Regions from separate parts of the Mus musculus genome. Here all the other regions are linked to region 1. Evidence: chromatin contacts called from public Hi-C data. All regions are on one chromosome and are shown on one strand. Each heading gives the region's core, a stretch centred on a gene start, on an enhancer-like site or on the middle of the called end of the contact. The rest is flanking DNA. Distances are from core to core; before and after follow the strand shown. Region 1 holds the start of Sem1 (SEM1, 26S proteasome complex subunit). Region 2 has its middle 10 kb from the start of Gm20618. Region 3 has its middle 69 kb from the start of Gm52889. Region 4 has its middle 67 kb from the start of Gm52888.

Evidence for each region. A called contact is a pair of places that touch in the nucleus more often than the background predicts.
Region 2: a contact with region 1 is called in a Hi-C map of adipose-derived mesenchymal stem cells, with 2.3 times the contacts expected there. The contact joins the enhancer-like site here to the promoter of Sem1 in region 1. A contact is called at or near these places in 3 of 39 promoter capture datasets (the C10 cell line, macrophages and second pharyngeal arch cranial neural crest), 9 of 484 Hi-C or Micro-C datasets (the MNK3 cell line, adipose-derived mesenchymal stem cells, cerebellar granule neurons and 3 more), 1 of 115 datasets of contacts at active chromatin or transcription factors (the 230-238 cell line) and 2 of 9 other capture datasets (adipose tissue and pancreatic islet).
Region 3: a contact with region 1 is called in a Hi-C map of neutrophils, with 4 times the contacts expected there. The contact joins the enhancer-like site here to the promoter of Sem1 in region 1. A contact is called at or near these places in 1 of 39 promoter capture datasets (macrophages), 1 of 484 Hi-C or Micro-C datasets (neutrophils), 1 of 115 datasets of contacts at active chromatin or transcription factors (bone marrow-derived macrophages) and 1 of 9 other capture datasets (pancreatic islet).
Region 4: a Hi-C map of liver shows a contact between it and region 1, with 2.6 times the contacts expected there. The contact joins the enhancer-like site here to the promoter of Sem1 in region 1. A contact is called at or near these places in 1 of 39 promoter capture datasets (liver), 5 of 484 Hi-C or Micro-C datasets (liver and nephron progenitors) and 2 of 9 other capture datasets (liver and pancreatic islet).

Annotation. Positions count from the first base shown.
Region 1 is chr6:6,577,314-6,580,013 of GRCm38.p6, reverse strand. Sem1 (SEM1, 26S proteasome complex subunit) reads left to right here and starts at 1,356. Exons shown (of 3, transcript NM_009169.2): 1 at 1,356-1,535. The coding sequence starts at 1,460.
Region 2 is chr6:6,691,253-6,693,952 of GRCm38.p6, reverse strand. No RefSeq gene overlaps it. Among named protein-coding and RNA genes, the nearest start is that of Gm20618, 10 kb to the right of the region's middle. Within about 2 kb of position 1,277, at least 17 of the 459 cell types and tissues checked have an H3K27ac peak or open chromatin away from gene starts, as enhancers often do. A contact at or near this core is called in adipose-derived mesenchymal stem cells, where this site is marked.
Region 3 is chr6:6,495,248-6,497,947 of GRCm38.p6, reverse strand. No RefSeq gene overlaps it. Among named protein-coding and RNA genes, the nearest start is that of Gm52889, 69 kb to the left of the region's middle. Within about 2 kb of position 1,412, at least 22 of the 459 cell types and tissues checked have an H3K27ac peak or open chromatin away from gene starts, as enhancers often do. A contact at or near this core is called in neutrophils, where this site is marked.
Region 4 is chr6:6,455,842-6,458,541 of GRCm38.p6, reverse strand. No RefSeq gene overlaps it. Among named protein-coding and RNA genes, the nearest start is that of Gm52888, 67 kb to the right of the region's middle. Within about 2 kb of position 1,356, at least 4 of the 459 cell types and tissues checked have an H3K27ac peak or open chromatin away from gene starts, as enhancers often do. A contact at or near this core is called in liver, where this site is marked.

The DNA.
Region 1 (2,700 bases), core at 107-2,606:
CTATGGGCTAGCCATTCCCTAGGCAAGGGATCCTGGACTGTGTAAGCTTAGAGACAGCGATGCACCCAAATAGCAAGCACACATTTATTCTCTGCTCTTGACTGTGGATGTGAGAGCGGCTTCAAGTTTCTTCCTTGACATTCCTGCAGTGATGGAGTACAACTTAGAATTATAAGCCAAATGAGCTTTTCTCCCCTGAGCTGCTTTTTTGCCGGGGTATTTTATCATAGCAATGGAAATGGAATTAGGAAAGAGTGTTTGTATAAAATAAAGTATTTTTTACAAAATATGTTCCACTTTCTACTTTCTGATATATCTTTTTAAAAAAACATACAATATTCATATTTATATCCATAAATTGTTCAAACATTTTTCCCATGTTTTTTTAAAAATTCTCTGGCACGGGGTAGTGAGCCATTGGGGATATATTTCTAGCCCTCTGTTTACTTTTAATTTAGGGACACAGTTTCACTAAGTTGTCCAGCCTGATTTTACACTCATTGTATCCAAGGATGCCTTCTGCCCCAACTTCCTCAGTAGTAGGGCTTATAGACCTTCTTCAATTTTTATATATCAAATAGAGTTATTCTTGCACCTGTAACTATGTGTGTTATATGTATAGCCTTAAGTGTGGTGCTGAAAATAAATAAATTATACTAAAGAGAAATTAAGTACCTCATATAAGAGCCCTTTAGATGCAATAGAACACAGATTTATTAGCCTGGCAAATACGTGTTACTGTGTGGTTAGACACTAACTTTTCTCCTATCTTTCATTGTCTTGTTCTTTTCCATGGGTCACAATTAAAACAAAGAAAGCAAAACCAAATCATATCTTTTGAACAACAGTACAACGTTACATCATTTTTTTTTTTTTTTACTTGTTTATTTTTTACATCAACCTGTCAACTAGTTAGAACAGAAACCCTACGGAACACAATTGTAAGGTCAAGGAGCACAGCACAAAGGAAAGGTTGGAGGACAGTCAGAATTGTCTAGCATATGAGTGCCTCTGGCTGCCTTTGGTCCCGGGTTCCCTGTGATGTGGAGATATTTAACAGCATGCTCAAGGCTAGGTTTGAGTAGTGGAATAATGTAATAAGCTCTTAACTTATGTTACTTTATCTTTCCAGATTTCTGTTAGTGATTGTAAGCTAAATAATGGCCTTTAGTAATTTAATACACTGTAAATCTTTCACACGTAGGCAACTATATGAATAATAAAACGAACGAACACACTATAAAACAAAACAGTTCACTGTTTCAAGACGGGAGGACCTACTACAACCGCAGGACGCTCTGGGAGGACCTTCGCTGTCCCAGCATTCCTCGCGCTGCCCCGCAGCTCTTTCCCTCTCGTCTCTATGGTTGCGCCGGCGTTGTCAGGATCGGCGCCTCCGGAGTACTGAGGCTTCCGACTTTGCGGCCGGTCCGAGCAGCTTGGGTCTTGGCGCGGCGCGATGTCCGAAAAGAAGCAGCCGGTCGACTTGGGTCTCTTGGAAGAGGACGACGAGTTCGAGGAGTTTCCCGCGGAAGGTAACCGCCAGGCCGCGCGCTGGGCCTGGGGCCTCCGGTGGGGCGGCGCCGGGCCTGCTCTCTGCGGGAATGAGCTGGGCCCAGCAGCGCGGATCCGGGCGCGGCCTCCGGGGGCCCCGGCCTCGGCCTCCGCGTCCCGGTAGCCGTCGCTTCATGGCGCGGCCCAGTGTTTTGCGCCTCGTCGCTGGGAGGAACCAGGTGAAGCTGGGCCCACGGTGCTGCGAGCTTGTGGCCCTTTAACTTCAACCCGGGACTCTCCGCATCTGCACAGTCTCTTGTTTTGCTTCGGTTTCCAAGCCTCCCCTTGGTAGTAAACTTCAGAGTCCCACTGTTGCCCAGGGCAGCCAGTGCTGTGTACCTCTCGGATAGCGCGAATGAGCCCCGAGAAGTGGGATGATAGAGTCGTTCGTGTGTGTTGTATTCATTACAGATTTTGCCTCAATTTCTGCTTCTCTCCATTTACGGTCACGTGAATTAACCCAAGCTTTATAAAAGTCTTAACCATCTGCCTTCGAAACTAACTTCAATGCTAGGGATGCTTTAGTTTTCTCATTGTAGGTAATAACATAGCTAATGTTGGAAGAGCCTGCTATGATCTTGGGAACGTGAGTGCTTCGCTTCTATTGGCACAATCCATTTCCACAAATATAGGAAGTAGGTATTAATGTACTTACTATTATTCACGTAAGGAAACAGAAGTTTGGAACAATGGAGAAACAGGCCCAGTGTCAACACTGTCCGGAAATGGTGAAACTGAGACGCCTTAATTTACACCAAAGTCCTTAACTTCAGCAGTTATCTTCTGTTTGCTAGGCCTCTTTTTGCCATATTAGTTTTTCAAATTGATTACTTTATTGGCTAATTGTTTTGAGTAGATTTCCCAAATATTTTACCTTGTTTCTAAAAAGTGAGTTAGACTGTGTCTCCATGAAGACCATAGGAAGAGAATTGTGGTTAGTCATGTGCACATACGTGGCATCAAGCAATTATCACTTGACAAAAATTGTACTTAGTTACCCCACCATGATCTCAATGCGCATAAAATCACATCACAGGAACGTTTAGTCTAAGTATAATGTAGTGTTTTAGTTTTAGTGAAAGAGAACATTAGTGTGTATATTATGCAACCTCATAAACCAATTCAGAAGATATATTTCCTCTGAGT
Region 2 (2,700 bases), core at 28-2,527, 110 kb before region 1:
TGCCATAGGATATTTTTTTCATCTATTTTAGTAATTCACAGAAAGTTGAGAGCTGGGGGGAGTGGCTTAGTGGGTAAGCAGTTGGCCTGCTTGCATGGGGAGAGGAGTCGGGAGCCACAGCACCCAGGTGAATGTACTTCGAAGGCCCCAGAGTGAGACTTGATTTGCCTATAGGACAGAAAGCATGTAAGTTTGGAAAACGAAGAGAACAAATGGCATGAGACAAGACAAAAGAAATTAAGATATATCACAGGTAAGGAACTTTTAAAGTGCTGCCAATAATCTTTAATTTTTATATAAGCAAGTAATAGAATAAAATGTTCATTTTTTTTCCCTAGATTTATTTATTTTATGTGTGTGTGTTTTTCTCAGATGCATGTCTGGTGACCACAGATGTGAGAAGTGGGTGCTGGAGCCCCCTGGAACTAGAGTAATGAATGATTGTGAATCACCAGGTGGGTGTTAGGAACAGAACCTGGTACTCTGTCAGAGTAGCAAGCGTACTTAATAGCTGAGCTGTCTCTACAGCCCATGTTCATTGTTCTTTAAAGCTCCTGTTATCAAAAGAACAACAACAAAATAAGCCTGTTGCCCTGATCCCTGTCTCATTTTTGCCTCAACTGTAGGAAATATTCTTTCAGACTTTTTATAATCCACTTATGATTGCATATTCCTGTCTACAATGCTTAATTTTGATGACCTCAATTTAAATTATCTAAAAATAGTGCACATGCAGAGTGTGTTGTTTTGTAATTTGTTTTTTATTTATGTATTAGTGATTTTTCTATATCTGCCACACATGCTTCTCTTAACTTATTATAAAATATGTATGACTCAGAGTATACATTCCTTATTATTTTCGTTAACTATTACCTTACTGATTGACATTTAGGTTATTTTCCAGTCCTATTGATGGAACTTGGAGTCTAACACACAGACAAACATTGCACTGGGAGTGAAATACCCAGCCACACCCGTTCATGTTTCTTAATTTAAGCCCAGGTTGGCCCAAACTCATGATCCTTCTGCTTTCACTTCCAAACACTGGGGTTGCATGTCTATGACATCATAGTTGGCTTTCTAACTTTTAATGATAAAAATATTCCAAACGATTTTTCTGAGACAGGGGTTTTACTGTGTAGCCCTGACTGACCTGGAACTAGCTATGTAGACCACATTGCCCTTACGCTCTTAGCTAGTTCCACCACCCTATGTGGTGTACTTAAGCCACCACCCCTAACCAAAAAAAATTTTTTTGTATACACATATCTGTAGTATTTAGATTTCTATCACCATATGGCTTAGGCATATCGATGGCTTAGTTTTACTTCTGGATATCTTCAGGGGAATTTCAAGCTAAAATTGTCATTTGCAATCTGAATCATGCACGTGAAAACAGGCTCAGGGGACTTTTATTTATGATGCATGTAACAGGGCTGGGTGGGGTTTCCAACCTGCTTTGGCAGAACACAGTAAGGCCATGTAGCGAGTTGTGCCCACTATTAGAGTTTGCATTATTTTCATAAGTGGAAGTAAAATCCCTTGAGTTAAGCATGTAACATCTTTGTGGTTTGAGGAGGAGAGATAAAGAGCTGAGGGCTAGGGTCTGACTCAATACCAGCAGACATCTCTATTCCAGGAGACAGTACGAACTCGGAACAACCGAGAATCATCTCTGAAGGGGACATGTGATGCATCATCTTCTATTCTGAGGAAATGAAGTCATAGCCTGAGCAAGGCTAAATATTTCCTTCTTGTTTCTATGTGCAGATCAAGCTTTAGGCAAATGATGGCACTTCACTTATGGGACCAGCACAGCTACATATCTATGCTCCTGATAAATAAGTTGTACCATTAATTGCATTTAGCGTACTTATCCTACCTAATATATTGGCTTAGCAATGCAGTCTACTACAGAATGTTGGCTGTTTCCCCTCAGAATTGTCTAAGAGCTGTGAGAATTGTGGCTTGATGCCCCTGCACAGCATGAAGGAGGCTATTGTACCACCTCTGAGTAGCCTATGACACTGTACGAAATCCAGCCTCAAAGCATCCCTTCCATTGAACGTGATTCAGTATTGTAAAGCTGAAATATCAGAATTAAGTCAGGGGCCATTGATGGCTATTGCCATTTTGGGTGTTTGTTTGTTTGCTTGCTTTGTCTTGTTTTCTTAAAAACAAAACAAAACAAAACCAAAAACCAGTCGCTGAAGTGGTTTATCCCAGTAGCCGAATGAACAAAGAGAACTCCTTAAAGAATGCCAGAGAGGAGTTAAAGAGAAATCTCTTGCATGTCCAGCCTCCCTTCTCACCTCCACACAATAGGAATTCTCTATCCTTTCTGGGTGCCTGAAACCTTCCAGTTATGGTTCTCTTTGGCAGAGCTTCACGCCTCTCTGCTTCAGGCGGGCAATTTGTCAGGAAGGTTTGGCTTGCCTCACCTTTATTCTTCCTTCCCTTCATTCACTCCAGCTTCAAGAGCCTCTAATTAGCCGTGTGACTTAATTACTCCAGCTCGATCTTCTTCTGCTTGTGGTTCTCCCACTGCTTAGGACTCAACAGTGGCTGCACCTTCTCAAGAGGCAAGGTCTTTTTCTGGAAATCCATTCTCTCATCCACTCTGTCCTGTCACTTCCACAGAGGTGGCGTGGGGGTGGGAGCAGTAGTTTTGTATGTCTGATTCTGAGCCACATTTATTCT
Region 3 (2,700 bases), core at 163-2,662, 82 kb after region 1:
TCAAATGGCTGAGAAGCACTTTAAGAAATGTTCAAAGTCTTTCAGTCATCAGGGAAATGCAAATCAACATGACTGAGATTCCATCTCACACCAGTCAGAATGGCTAAGATAAAAAGCTTTAGTGACAGCACATGCTGTTAAGGATGTGGAGCAAGGGGAACACTCCTCCATTGCTGGTGGGAGTGCAAACTTGTACAACCTTCTTGCTTCTCACAACCTTTTCCAGGTAAGTAAAAGATTAAAATCATTCCAATCCAAACAGCACTTGAGTTTGTTAAAACAGCGCCAGCCAGCCAGGTGAAGAAAGGCTACAAAGGGTCTTAGTATGATTTATCACTAATTTGGGTAAACAAAGTTTGATGTTTATGAGAAGGAAGTGGAAGAAATACTTCAAAAAGATAGTAAACCTCTCTCCCTAAGTTGGGAGATAACAGGTATTTTTATCTTGTACTCATACATTTTCCAAATTTTTCCATATTGTGCTCTTCTTTTAAGCTGAAGTATCTGTGTCTTCCTTCCTTCCTTCCTTCCTTCCTTCCTTCCTTCCTTCCTTCCTTCCTCCCTTCCTTCCTTCTTCCCTCCCTCCCTCCCTCCCTCCCTCCCTCTCTCTCTCTCTCTCTTTCTCTCTTTCTTTCTTTCTTTCTCTTTAACCAACCTTTTTTTTAAAGTAGACTACTTAGTCTAATACCATAATAAATCAATTCAGTATAACAAGCTATTTGCATTACACTGGCTGCCTGACTTCCAGACAGCTGTGGTCTATGAGATTGCTCACAGCTATAACAGAAAATAGGCAAGGTGCTATCCTCAGTAAGCCACAAGAAACAAAGCAGAAGTCATAAGGCCCTGTAACTCCAGGCCTTATCCAGTTCCATCAGAACTGCAGAGTACAACTCTAAAATGAGAGAACTTGACACAAGGTCATGGCAATTGAGTCATCTTGAGCAACATCATCAGAGTGGTTAAGGCAGAAATTGCCCCTCATTGAGTAAGATCGTGGGAGAAATCTTTAGGACATAGTGACCAATTTGTGGTTACACTAAGTTCTTCAGTGCAGTTAGAAGTGTGTGTGTGTGTGGGGGGGGTTGTTAGCCAAAGAAGTAGCCCTTCCTTTTCTCTTGGGAGTTCCTGGGCATCAGTTAGAGTGCAAATATGTTGCTCTCAGAGCAGAGGATGGCCACACTGTGTGTCTCCACCAGCACAAGAAGTTGTTATCAGCTGTCCAACACACAGCCCTAGATTCCCTCTAGATCATGTGTTCAATACTCAGTCACCTGTCTGAGTCCAGGTAGGGAAAGGTTAGCTCTAACTACTTTTAAAGAAATGTGGTCAATGACAAGAGATCACAGATTGGAGACTTCCGAACTGAGGTTGAGTGGAGACCGTTTTACATGGTTCCTGTTATGGCCGTGGGTGTAGTAATATTACTGTAGAGCCATTGCTCAAGCTCATGTCTACCTACATTGCATGCTAAAAATATGGGGAGGACCTGGATTTCTACATCTGACTCTGCAGAATGGGGATGGGGGGGCGCACCTCATTGTATTTGAGGCAAGTATTCCCTGGGTTGGCAGTGGGAAAAGTTAAATGTGTGCAAGCAAGATGACTCAAAAGTCTTCTGATGTCTAACTCAGAACCAGTGGGTTAAAGACTTTTGTAGCTACTGATCTGGCCTTTGCACAGTGTGCTTAGGCAAGTGTTGAAAGGAAATGATCCCATGAGATGAGCAGGTAGCTATATTACTTCTACCAGGAAACCACGATACAGCCATGGCACTGAAACTTAGATACGGAAGATTTGTCTGTCTCACCATGTTCTTCACCCTCACACAGAGATGTCACAGGTTCTTATTCATTCATCATTCAGAAAATGCACTTCTTTTTTTTTTCCATTTTTTATTAGGTATTTAGCTCATTTACATTTCCAATACTATACCAAAAGTCCCCCATATCCACCCACCCCCACTCCCCTGCCCACCCACTCCCCCTTTTTGGCCCTGGTGTTCCCCTGTACTGGGGCATATAAAGTTTGCAAGTCCAATGGGCCTCTCTTTCCAGTGATGGCCGACTAGGCCATCTTTTGATATATATGCAGCTAGAGTCAAGAGCTCCGGGGTACTGGTTAGTTCATAATGTTGTTCCACCTATAGGGTTGCAGATCCCTTTAGCTCCTTGGCTACTTTCTCTAGCTCCTCCATTGGGAGCCCTATGATCCATCCATTAGCTGACTGTGAGCATCCACTTCTGTGTTTGCTAGGCCCCGGCATAGTCTCACAAGAGACAGCTACATCTGGGTCCTTTCGATAAAATCTTGCTAGTGTATGCAATGGTGTCAGCATTTGGATGCTGATTATGGGGTGGATCCCTGGATATGGCAGTCTCTACATATCCATTCCTCTGTTGAGGGGCATCTGGGTTCCTTCCAGCTTCTGGCTATTATAAATAAGGCTGCTATGAACATAGTGGAGCATGTGTCCTTCTTACCAGTTGGGGCATCTTCTGGATATATGCCCAGGAGAGGTATTGCTGGATCCTCCGGTAGTACTATGTCCAATTTTCTGAGGAACCGCCAGACTGATTTCCAGAGTGGTTGTACAAGCCTGCAATCCCACCAACAATGGAGGAGTGTTCCTCTTTCTCCACATCCACGCCAGCATCTGCTGTCACCTGAATTTTTGATCTTAGCCATTCTGACTGGTGT
Region 4 (2,700 bases), core at 107-2,606, 120 kb after region 1:
AACTTTATAAGAACTTGTCATTTGATTCTCTAGGAAATATAGAATGCATCTATTAATTCGAGGCAAGCGTTTGATTCTGTTGGTAGAGGCAGGTGAGCTAGTTCCAGGATGCTTAAATTCAGGGTTCCCTGACTTGGAGGCTGACAGATCACTGCTTTCAAACTTAACCCAGTGAGAATACTTTTACTTTGAAATAGAGATCAAACTCTTTCATGGTTGCTGAGGTTGTTTGCTGTTCCTGTTAAGAAATGTCAGGAGGCAGAGGCAGGTGGATTTCTGAGTTTGAGGCCATCCTCGGCTACAAAGTGAGTTCCAGGAGAGCCAGGGCTATACAGAGAAACCCTGTCTCGGGGGGGGGGGGGGGGAATTGACCAAAAAGGAAATCAAGCAAAATAAAAGCTGCAGCCCTACCAGTCGGCCACATTTCATGAATTTTGTGTAAAGAAAATTAAGAAGAAAAGCAAAAGTATGGGGGGTACGGGGTGTCATAGACTTTAGGCCTGATAAACAATTACATTCAATTTGTCAAGCATATTACATTTTTTCCTATCTAATGACTTCTCTAAGCCCATGCCGTATCTTTCACCACAGTTCAAAGTTTAACTTGAAAAGATTTGCTAGACAAAGTGCAACTGTTCAGCCTTGGCTGGAATCTTTCTAATATGGATTGAGCCAGAGGTCCAGATTCGGAAGTCTGCCACCCTGATCCTCCCTCTGACAATCAATCCCCTTCCTCCCCAGAGCACCCACGCAAAGCCTGGCTTCCCACAGATGCTTTGGAGCTAGCCACATTTCCTGAGTGCCAGTGGCAAATTTACCTGCTCTGCACATGACAAGATGACAGGGCTGCATGCTCCATTACATCTGCTCCTCTTTTTAAGTAATTGCCTTAGATCTTGCCAAATTACATGCTAGTTTTCTCAGGCAAGCTAATTCTGATGAGGACGGAGGTGCTAAACTTTTATGAATGACCACAGCCTGATGGCTTTCCCTGTCTTCCTTTTCCAGAATCTACTCTTTTATGACCCAATTACAAACGGCCAGAGAACCCTAACTCTGCTAAATCCCAGCACTCCAGAACATTACATCTCCTTCAGGATTGTCTATATGGAAAACCACTTCCCCGTGTTCTGATTTTCATATCACACAGAGTGCCACTTTAGAGCATCCCTGATACTTTATACAAGTAAAAGCAACAGAGGAGTTAAGTACACTCACCAGCTTTAGCAAGTAAAAATTCAACATGCCTGGTTAAATCGAAGTTTCAGATAAACAATGAATTATCTGTTTGTGTAAGTACGCCTCATGTAATATTTGAGACACAGTGATGCCAAAACCTGCTTTTTTTATCTGAAACTCCAATTTAGCGGGGCTCCCTCTATTTTATCTGGCAAGCCTGGAGTAGAATAAGCCAAAACTGATCTCTATCACTGAGTTTTCTAACTAAATGTTTTATTGGGAAATTAAGGAATGAGCTATGTTTTGATTTTTTTGTACTCGGGAAATATAAAACGGATTTGTTTAAATAATAGGTAAAACTGAGATACTACTGGCAAGAGACTGTGAGTTGGATGGGAATCCCGTGCCCTTTTCACATTCCATAAAAACATAATTTTTCCTGTGCATACAAATATGAAAACCTCATTGTTTTCTGCTTGAGTTAGCATTTGTTATTTTTTGTTCATGACCCCCTCAGACGCTTTCCGTTACCCGAGTCATCTGCAGCCGGTCAGAGCTGGTGAAGCCCTCTGAGAACTCCAAGTGGAGGGAACCGGTTTAATGAAAACCAACTCACTTTGAGGAAGAAGGGCTCTGCGCCTGAAACTGGACTGCCAACACTCAGAGTATTAGAAATGAGCATCGTAGATCATTTTCTGAGTCCAAGAAAGACGTGCTAAGGATAATGTCTTCTCTAAGTCACATTTGCAAACCCCAAGTGTTCTCCTCTTTACTTGAATGGTTTAGTGTTATTAGCAAAACGGTTACAAAGCTATCTAGCGAATCTTCTTAGGATTTCTTCACTGCACATTTTATATTAGAAGCCAATCAGGAAATGTGATGTAAGTTGTTTTAACAGTAAAATGTTTCAGTTTTATGCATTCTGATGTTCAGCCTACGTGAGAATTGAAATGTTTCTCATTTTTATAAATCACGTTTTATTATCTTTCACGTTGATCTCAGTAATTTTATCTTTTTCTCCCTTACTCTTAAAATAGAGTTCAAATTGGTAAAAGAATGTTGGTTATTCTTATATGGTGGAACAGAGTTTTATTATTAGGCAAAGACTGAGTCTGTGTTGAACCTAATGTTACTGTTATAATCTGAAGTTTTCGAAGTAAAACGTTTTTCTTTTTAATTGTCTTGATGATATGTGGGACAGTCACAGTTGTTTCTGGTGCTCTAAAAGAAAACATGTTTATTAACAGGCAATTCTTCTTAGTAAACATGGCAAAATTTAAGTCCTGGGTCTACTGTCTAATTTTATCTTTATCTACTTGCCTAAAATGATCCGTATTATTTACTAAGTATTTATTCAATGGCTGTGGGAAAACACCAAATTAACTGTTCAAATATCCAATATAAACATAAATAAAATTCATATATCTGCATATGTGTGTATATCATCATTTAAGAGAAGAGTCTGTTATTTACCATACCCTACTTGGTCCTAAGACAATGTAACAAAGAGGAAAATAAAAC